Regions from separate parts of the Mus musculus genome. Here regions 1 and 3 are each linked to region 2. A link is a contact called in public Hi-C and promoter capture Hi-C data. All regions are on one chromosome and are shown on one strand. The core of a region is the stretch at or near the end of the contact, and the rest is flanking DNA. Distances in the headings are between cores, read along the strand shown. Region 1 holds the start of Trappc2 (trafficking protein particle complex 2). Region 2 holds the start of Tlr7 (toll-like receptor 7). Region 3 holds the start of Frmpd4 (FERM and PDZ domain containing 4).

The links. Promoter capture Hi-C pulls out the DNA fragments that hold promoters and counts their contacts. Hi-C and Micro-C count contacts between places; a contact is called where the count stands out from the background.
Region 1: a Hi-C map of B cells shows a contact between it and region 2, with 8 read pairs. The contact joins the promoter of Trappc2 here to the promoter of Tlr7 in region 2. A contact is called at or near these places in 1 of 39 promoter capture datasets (the HPC-7 cell line), 1 of 484 Hi-C or Micro-C datasets (B cells), 1 of 115 datasets of contacts at active chromatin or transcription factors (the NIH/3T3 cell line) and 2 of 9 other capture datasets (adipose tissue and liver).
Region 3: a contact with region 2 is called in a promoter capture Hi-C map of hippocampal neurons, with 6 times the contacts expected there. The contact joins the promoter of Frmpd4 here to the promoter of Tlr7 in region 2.

Annotation. Positions count from the first base shown.
Region 1 is chrX:166,439,439-166,442,138 of GRCm38.p6, reverse strand. Trappc2 (trafficking protein particle complex 2) reads right to left here and starts at 1,384. Exons shown (of 5, transcript NM_025432.4): 1 at 1,300-1,384. It overlaps Ofd1 (OFD1, centriole and centriolar satellite protein), which reads left to right and starts at 1,435. Exons shown (of 23, transcript NM_177429.3): 1 at 1,435-1,859; 2 at 2,012-2,110. The coding sequence starts at 1,845.
Region 2 is chrX:167,329,313-167,332,012 of GRCm38.p6, reverse strand. Tlr7 (toll-like receptor 7) reads left to right here and starts at 1,442. Exons shown (of 3, transcript NM_133211.4): 1 at 1,442-1,576; 2 at 1,914-2,012. The coding sequence starts at 2,010.
Region 3 is chrX:168,121,678-168,124,390 of GRCm38.p6, reverse strand. Frmpd4 (FERM and PDZ domain containing 4) reads left to right here and starts at 1,450. Exons shown (of 17, transcript NM_001368936.1): 1 at 1,450-1,605. The coding sequence starts at 1,565.

The DNA.
Region 1 (2,700 bases), core at 135-2,634, 890 kb after region 2:
AAACTGAGTGAAGACAGTGCCCAAACAAGGTGTGGAAAGTGCTGCTGTCATCCTCATTACATCTCCTGTGAAAATACTTAGTTCTGGAAATCATAATTTCAAATGATGGATACCTTTAAACAATATGTTGGGAGCAGGGGGGTGGGTGGGGACTTAGACAATGAATGGTCTGAAAACAAAACAAAATAAGAGCAACTGAAGGAGCCAGTCGAGGGTGTTTTAAGCTAAGTGAGGATGAAGTGTTCTGTGGTGGGTGTTTAGTATATTCTTGAAATATAATGTCTAGTAGGAAAGGGATTTGACTAGGGATAGCTCGTGGTTCCTTATGAGCAAAATCTGCTTTGCTGGTATGGCTGCCAGGAGCTGGTGCTGAGAAACTGTGTGGTCAGCAGTGAAAGGCTGTGATCAATTAATTATTCATGTCTGGTATGGCTGTCAGGAGTTGGTGCTGAGAAACAGTGTGGTCGAATGGCTATGATCAATTATTCATGTCTGGTATGGGTTTGAGGGAGTGCAGTACATACACAAGATCAAGTATTTTTTTTTAACTCTAGACTTGACAGGCTTATTCTAAACTGCTGTAAAGGCCAAGCCCAGGGCTGACATCTGAAGTTACCAGGAAGCTAAAAATTCATATGGTGCAATGGTGGAAGACTACTAGTGCAAGAGCAGGATGAATTTAGAAATCCTTACAAGTTAAACATTTTAGTTAACAGGCAAACACAAGATAAAACGCATGCACCCCAGTTCAAAGCCGTCCATATTTATAGCAAATCTCTCTATGGAGGAACCTTTCAGAAACTTGCTCCTGACAGCTGTAAATTCAACTTGCCCCACAGATCAGCAAAACTAGTGGGGCTTTTCTATAAAATGAAGCTCCGTGCTTCTCAAGGAGATGCGCTTTTGCCCTCTTTGAGAGCATCTGTCAAAGTCTGGAGGGCGAGGTAGGGTACCACTGGCATTTAATGGAAACTGACCAAGGATGCGGTCAACCTACGATGCCCGAGACCGCTTTCTACAGTAAACCGGCTGCAAAGGGCAATGGCATTGCAATGAAGATGCACTGCGTTAGCGACCTGGAGAACGCCAAGCCTCCGTCCCAGTGCGCGGAGGTCCCCTCCAAGGGGACACGGAGGCTATACCAACTAGGAGAACGGGGATTACTCGGCGCCGGGGGGCTGGGCGTGCTGTCCCGAGTCAGGGCTGGGTAGAGGTAGAAGACCACTGTTCGCATCACGGGAGGCCTGGATGCCCCCGCGGACCCGGAACGCCCGCCGCCTGCTTCCCTCCAGAGCTCACCTGTAGGGAGGAGCCGAGATGAGAACCGGCCGCCTCTTTAATCTGCGCTCGGGAGCCTCAGCCTGGGAGTCCCAAAATCACTCTCGCGAGATCTGAGGCTATGCTCTCGCGAGACGTGGCCGGGACTGCTCGCCTAAGAGCGCGCAGGCGTCACGGAGGGCCAAAGCCTGGGCGGTTAGGCTGAGCCGGCCGAGCGGGCCGAGCGGCCGGAGCGGGCGGAGCAGGCGGCGGGCGGCGGGCAGTGTAGGGATGAGCTACGGAGCAGGGAAAACTGCCGACTGAGCGGCCGCTTCGGGGCCCTCGCTTGTCGTTTCCGTCTTTATTCCGTCCAGAGTCCCTCCTGGCTCGCGGACCCGCCCACCCTTCCCATACCGTGGGAGGAAGCGCGGCTGCTTGACGAGTTAGGGGCTGAATGTTTAGCTCTCTTGCTCCCCTAGGTCCCCAGAGACAAGCTGGATTCCGAGGTCAAGGGCTCCCTCTCCTCCTGCGCCCCGGCCCGGGCCGAGGAGTCCGACCGTGGAGGGGCGAGCTCGGGAGGAAAGCAGATGAGGATGGCTCAGGTAGTTCCACCTGCCACTTTCCAGGGTTTTTCCGATTGGACATCTCTTTGTTTTGATGTCCGTTAAGCATCTTAGGGCTTCCGGTGAGGTCACTGATTTCTGAAATTCAGGTCCACGTTGACACTAGGTAACCCATCATTTTCTCTTTTCAGTCCAACATGCCCCACAAGTCTGATGTGTTGAGTCAAGATGAACTGCGCAAAAAGCTATACCAGACGTTTAAGGATCGGGGTGTACTGGACACACTTCAGGTATCAGATTTAGGCACAATCGTGTCGTTATACTTCCACAAGTGTAACCTTTAACCGCAGGTGGCTCCACATTTAAATTCATTCATTAAGGTAGCACATAACCTGTATAATGAACACATTGCCATAAAACTAAGCTGCTGTTACAAATCTTGTTCCCAGTCTCGCTTTGATCATGCTACGTCTATGTAGTGAGCAGGAGGGGGACTTGCGAGGAACGGACTGCAGAGGGTAATGTGAGCAGAGTACTGTGGTCTACATGTCTGAGAACAACAAAATGAAGCCCAGTCTGTTTCATGATACTCCCTAGAAAAAAATCTATAGTGGAATGGTACCAGGTGTCTTGTCACACGCCTTTATCCCAGTTCTTCGGAAGCAGAGGAAGGCACATCTCTTGTGAGGGTAGCTGGGCCAAATAGCCAGTTCCAGGTCAGCCAAGACTTCATAGTGATACCCTGTGTCAGTAATAGTAAGTACACATAAGATATTTTAGAGTGTGGATATTTTAAATGAATAGCAACTGTTTATTAGAACATCTTAAGTTTGGGTAGCAGCAAGGGATGGAGTTAGTTCAATGTGTTTCCTTACAATAT
Region 2 (2,700 bases), core at 193-2,692:
GGTGCTACTGGCATGCTACAGCAAATGAAGAAGAAAGTAGTTGCCATACTAGAAATCAGGATTTGTGTTAAACTCTCAGTCTCACAATATTGACTTCTGGTTCCTATAATTGAACAATACAATTTGGCTCCTCCTTACCACCACGGAGGACAACTCCAGTTCCAAGGACTCCAATGCCCTCTTCTGACCTCCTCAGGCACCAGACACACACAGCATATACAAACATCATGCCTTTATGCGAAACAATAATACACATAAAGGAAAATAAATACATCTAAAAATGTTTGATTTTCAGTATTTAATAACATAAATACAGATGCGTGTTTTAACATAACAAGCCCTTGGCAAATGTGGTCTACCTGTAGTTGCTATTTTCTCAGCTAACTAGGGATACTAATGCAGGCCAGCATGTTAACTCTGGTTATTATTAAGTGTTCTCTGGATGCTAATATCTGCATCTTCTTTCTTGGTTAAATTATAGGTATATTAATAACTTTAAACAAAGCTACAATAATTTAAGCTTGTCCACAAAAGGCTTCTATTATCAGTACAGGAGGGAATACTTCTCTTAGGGACACTCTGAGAAGCAAATAATTCTTTATATTCTCCAGAATGGAAGTATTGCTGATTTTTGGAAACTAAAGTGAGGGACCCAACTGGTAGCTTTAATACCACTCAAAAATCAGTGTCCCTTCAAACTGGACCAAAAACAATGCAAGATAAATCTTGACTCATTTCGAAGATATTTATAAAGCAGTGTCTCTCAACCTAAACCACACAGCCCCCTCCTGGCATACTCTCGAGTCTGTAGTTATCAGAAGTAGAAGAAGGCAGTGCTGTTGATTTCTAGAGAGATAGGGCACGAATGCTGCCAAACATCCTACAATATAACAAAATGTCAAAATGTCAAGATTGTCAATAGTGAGCTGGCGAGAGGCTCAGTGGAGAAGAGCACTTGCAGCACAAGTCTAAAGTTTGAATCCCCAGGACCCTAGTAATGTGATGATGATGGCAGAATGTCTCTAACCTCAGTACTATGCAGGGTAGAGATAGAAGGATTTCTAGGTTTAGTTGACCCCAGTCTAGCTTCAGATTCCGTAAGAGACTCTGTCTAAAAAGGGTACAGTAGAGAGTGACAGGGTGTGTACTTGAAATCCTCCTCTACACTCTTCACACACATGTACCTTCACAGATAACACGCACACACACACACACACACACACACACACACACACACACACACACACACACTAGTGGCAAAGTTATAAATCCCTGCTTTTAAACAAAAGGACAGGTTGCTTTATCAGGTTGTTTGGATTTAGAAATGTTGCCTCAACTCTAGTGATTAAAAAAAAAAAAAAAAAAAAAAGAGGAGCCGGGTGTTTCTGCAACCCCCGTGTGGTGTAAGTTAAGTAGTCATGCTCCTTCCTGCCCTCCTCCCACTACCCAGCCTCAATTTTGTATTTGGAAAGCCCAAAGCACGCAGCTCAAAGGCTCTGCGAGTCTCGGTTTTCTGTTGCCTTCTCTCTGTCTCAGAGGACTCCATCTATAGAACCACTCTATGCCTTCAAGAAAGGTATTTTAAACACTGGGACACATTTCGATAATTTCAGTAAGTAGATGTACGTGCTGTTACAAGGGAATGGGGGTGAGAAGAGAAGGAATCCAAACCGTAAGCCAAAAAATGTTTTAGAATGTAATGAAAATAATGTTGTAGTCTAAAATGTCAATTCGTCCAAGACAGATTTTCAGTCAGATTGGAAACAGTTTCCTGGAGTCTGACTTTCTTGTATCTAACTTTAATGAAATGAATACTATATGTATTCTCAACAGCACATTTATAAAACAGTGTTGCCAGTGTGTCTTTGCTGCCTTTCAAGTGTCACATTGGATGTCTCTGTTTCTCACTGCAGATGTCCTTGGCTCCCTTCTCAGGATGATCCTGGCCTATCTCTGACTCTCTTCTCCTCCACCAGACCTCTTGATTCCATTTTGAAAGAAAACTGAAAATGGTAAGAACAGTTTATGGAGCCTGATTTTGTCATTGCTCATCTTTGTGCTAAGAACTGGCAAGAAAAGTATTTAGGAATTGTTCAGGGATGAAGATGTAGCTCAGCAGTACAACACTTGCCCGTAGTCCCTGGGTTCCATGCCCAGAGTGTTGTTTCCTAGGAGAAACTGCTTTGTGATGTTTCATAATCAAAATGAATCAATGTAGTATTTCATAATTTGGGATTAGTCATTGTTTGCTCTGTCCAACTTCTTACATGCTCAGTACATACTGTAGTGAGCAAGAGTAGATGTTTGAATTGAGAATTTTAATTTTTTAAAAAAAAATTCTCCAGTTTGATCTTTAAAGTCATGCAGGCCCCTAAAGTGACTTAATGTGTTTCCTACCATATGTTGCTATCTGAATGACTGTACAGAAAGAATGGATTCAGGAGACATGAAGAACAGGGATTTGGGGGACGCCCCCTGCTCTACTGCTGTCAAAGATGCTCAGAGTTTGCAATTAGATGAAATGGGGTTTCAGGGATGAGCATGTCCAGGGTAGAGGCCTCAGGATGCACTTAGACTCAATTCCTAACACAATCAGAACACATGGGATTTAAAGCAAAGGGTGGGCAGCAGTCAGTAGATGGAAAAGTACTAAGAGGAAATTTCAGGCATATGGTGTGTGTGGTGGGGGGATGGGGTTCT
Region 3 (2,713 bases), core at 201-2,700, 790 kb before region 2:
GAGAGAGAGAGAGAGAGAGAGAGAGAGACACGCACTGGCTAGCTGGAGCCTCCAAGCCAGAGCCTCCAATCTTTCGCGGGAGGCATTGGCTCTTTGCGGTTGCCCTGTCGCCAGGTGAGAGCTGTCTGCGGTGGGGTAAGCACTCCAGTGAAGCCAGCTGACCTTCACTGACTCTGGGGAGAGATCCTGAAGAGTCTGAGAGAAGACTCCTTAAGACTCTGAGAGAAAGAAGAAAAAAGGTGAAGCCCCGAGAGAAGCCCAAGCCTCAAGGAAAGCTAGCAGTGAGTTAAGGAACAGGCGTGATTCTCCAAGGTAATTATGTAAAAAAAAAAGAAGAAAGCCTAGGAGTTCTAAATGGCTGCAACTTGGAGTTTACTCTGTCTAAGGTGAGTGTTCAGTGTTTGGTTTGTGCTTCTCGCAAGGTTTCTCTCCCCCTCCCCTTTACGGTTTTGCCCACCCTCAATTTGAAAAGGCAGCTTGCTCCGCCCGCCAGACCTAGCTAGCAACCCTTCTCTTCCCTGTCATCCTCAGCCCCTCCTAATTAGCGCTGCACCCCGCCCCCACCCCAGCTCCTGGGACCCCGAGTTCTCTTTTCCTCTAGTAAGGAGCAGCTGTGTTTATCCCTGCACCCCGCAAATTCATCCTGTGCTTATTTCACCAACGCTGCTGTGGTGCTGCTGTCCAAAGAACACACCTTTCCAGTTATCCCAACAGCCACGTCTCGCTCCAGTGGTTCAGGGAAAGCAGAGGGAACTCTTGAGCTCTCAAAACTGAGCCCACTCCGCTGGGTATCTCCCTTCCCTTCCCCTGACAAACGATCCCGTCGCTTCTTCCCATCCCTAGTTCTGTTTACGGAAGCCTAGGGCCGCCTGCGGTTGCATTGCTCTCCCTATGGTTTTTGGAGGCTGGAGGTAGTGTGTCGCGGTCCTGCAGCACGCTAAGGACTGTTGGAGCAGATCTAAAGGATCTGGAGGCTCCCGGAGCGGGTGACAGGAGAGTGCCCCCTCCCCCTGGGCGGGTGGGGGTAGGGAGGCGAGAAAGGGACTCGGGGAAGGAGGCAGGGAGGCAGCTGCAGTGCTGTGAGGGGTGCGTGCGCGTGTGCCAAGCTTGCCCGCCGCCTCCTGGTTCAGTCTGCGATCTTCGGTGCGTGGGACCCTGGGCCCCAAAGGCTGGGAAGCAGGAGCAGCACCCCTCACCCTAGCCTCTGGTCCTCAGGGCGCCTGGCGGTCCTTAGAGCCAAAGCTCTCAGGGCGGGGCGCAGGACCCGGGCCGTGCTCCCCGCCCCCGCTCCTTGTGCCCAGCCTGGCTCCTTCTCCATTGAGTTTTCCCGAAGCGGGCGCCCATCAATGGTCCTGCTTGGGGATGCACACGCAGCTCACGGCCGGAGGGGGGTAGCAGCCGCCGCCTCCAGGTACTGGCCCTCCTGGGTCTCCGCCACCACCCGCTGCTGCCACTCAAACCCCAGGCGCACTGAGGTCCTGGCCATGGGGCTGCTGAGGCTGCCTTTGCTGGTGTGAGAAGGGGCAACGGAGCCTCCAGGCTCTGGGGTCCCCAAGCTGCCTACATGGATGTCTTCAGCTTTGTGAAGATTCCAAAGCTTTCCAGGTAGGGACCGCGCGGGTTTTCTTTGCACCTAGGGCTTCCGCAGAAACTTGGTGCTTTATTTTTCTGGGGGCTGGAAAGAGCAAAAGCTTAAAAGAGCAGCCAGGCTTAAGGTAGGACCAAAAGAAAAGGACCCGAGGCTGCTGCCTTCAACTTATTTCTCCCTTTCTGATGGGGTTTTATAGCCCCCAAAATAGAGCACACACACACACACACACACACACACACACACACACACACACTGACACAGACACACAGACACCACCACCCCCACCAGATATTCAGCACAGCTTGTTTTCCCTCAGAAAAAGCCACAGTGGGGATTAGGGGTCACACTCTATGTTAAGGGTCAAGAGATGATGGTTGAAATCGATTTTACTAGGGAAAACCAGAAGTATTTCGAGCTTAGGTACTTGATTTCCAAACAGCAAGGACCCAAAAACCCCCTTTCCCTACCCCTAAATTAGTCCTCTATGCCCTGGAAAAGTCAGTTTGAAGGTTGACCCGGATGTTTCCAGCAGGGACCCAGATGGCAAAGTCATGGAGGTAGAAGAAAAAGGCTTTCAGCCATTCTTTGGGTAACTGTGGAAATAAATCTAAAGCCTTGGAGATTTAGAAATTTGCTTCTAAGTAGCTGTGTTATGATTGAAACTAAAGCGGAATCATCAAATCAGGAAGATTCCTTTCCCCAGCAGTGTCGATAAGAGAATAGTAACATTGCCTGCCACTTTGTGGCTACCTAAGTAGTATCTGGTCAGAGTACTCATTTATTCCCTGCCCTGCTGTGCTTCCAAAATCTTCACTGTACACAACAAGTCAGGTCTTGTGCTTGGGGCAATAACTGAGAGAGGTGGGCAGGAGAGGTGTTGGGAAACTATGTCTTCCTACTTCTTTGCAAGACTCTGGCAGACCCTGTGTCTTGGAGGTCTAGGGCAATAACCCCTATCAGATAAGCACTTTTTAAGATCAAGTATCATGCTATACTTTCCTTTATTCTATGGGATAAGAGTAAAATGTGTTGATTGCATAAAAAAGATGAACAATCTCAAAAACCCGAGGCAGAAAAATATGTTGACTTGGTTTGCCCAGTCCTATCAGAGGCACTCACAGC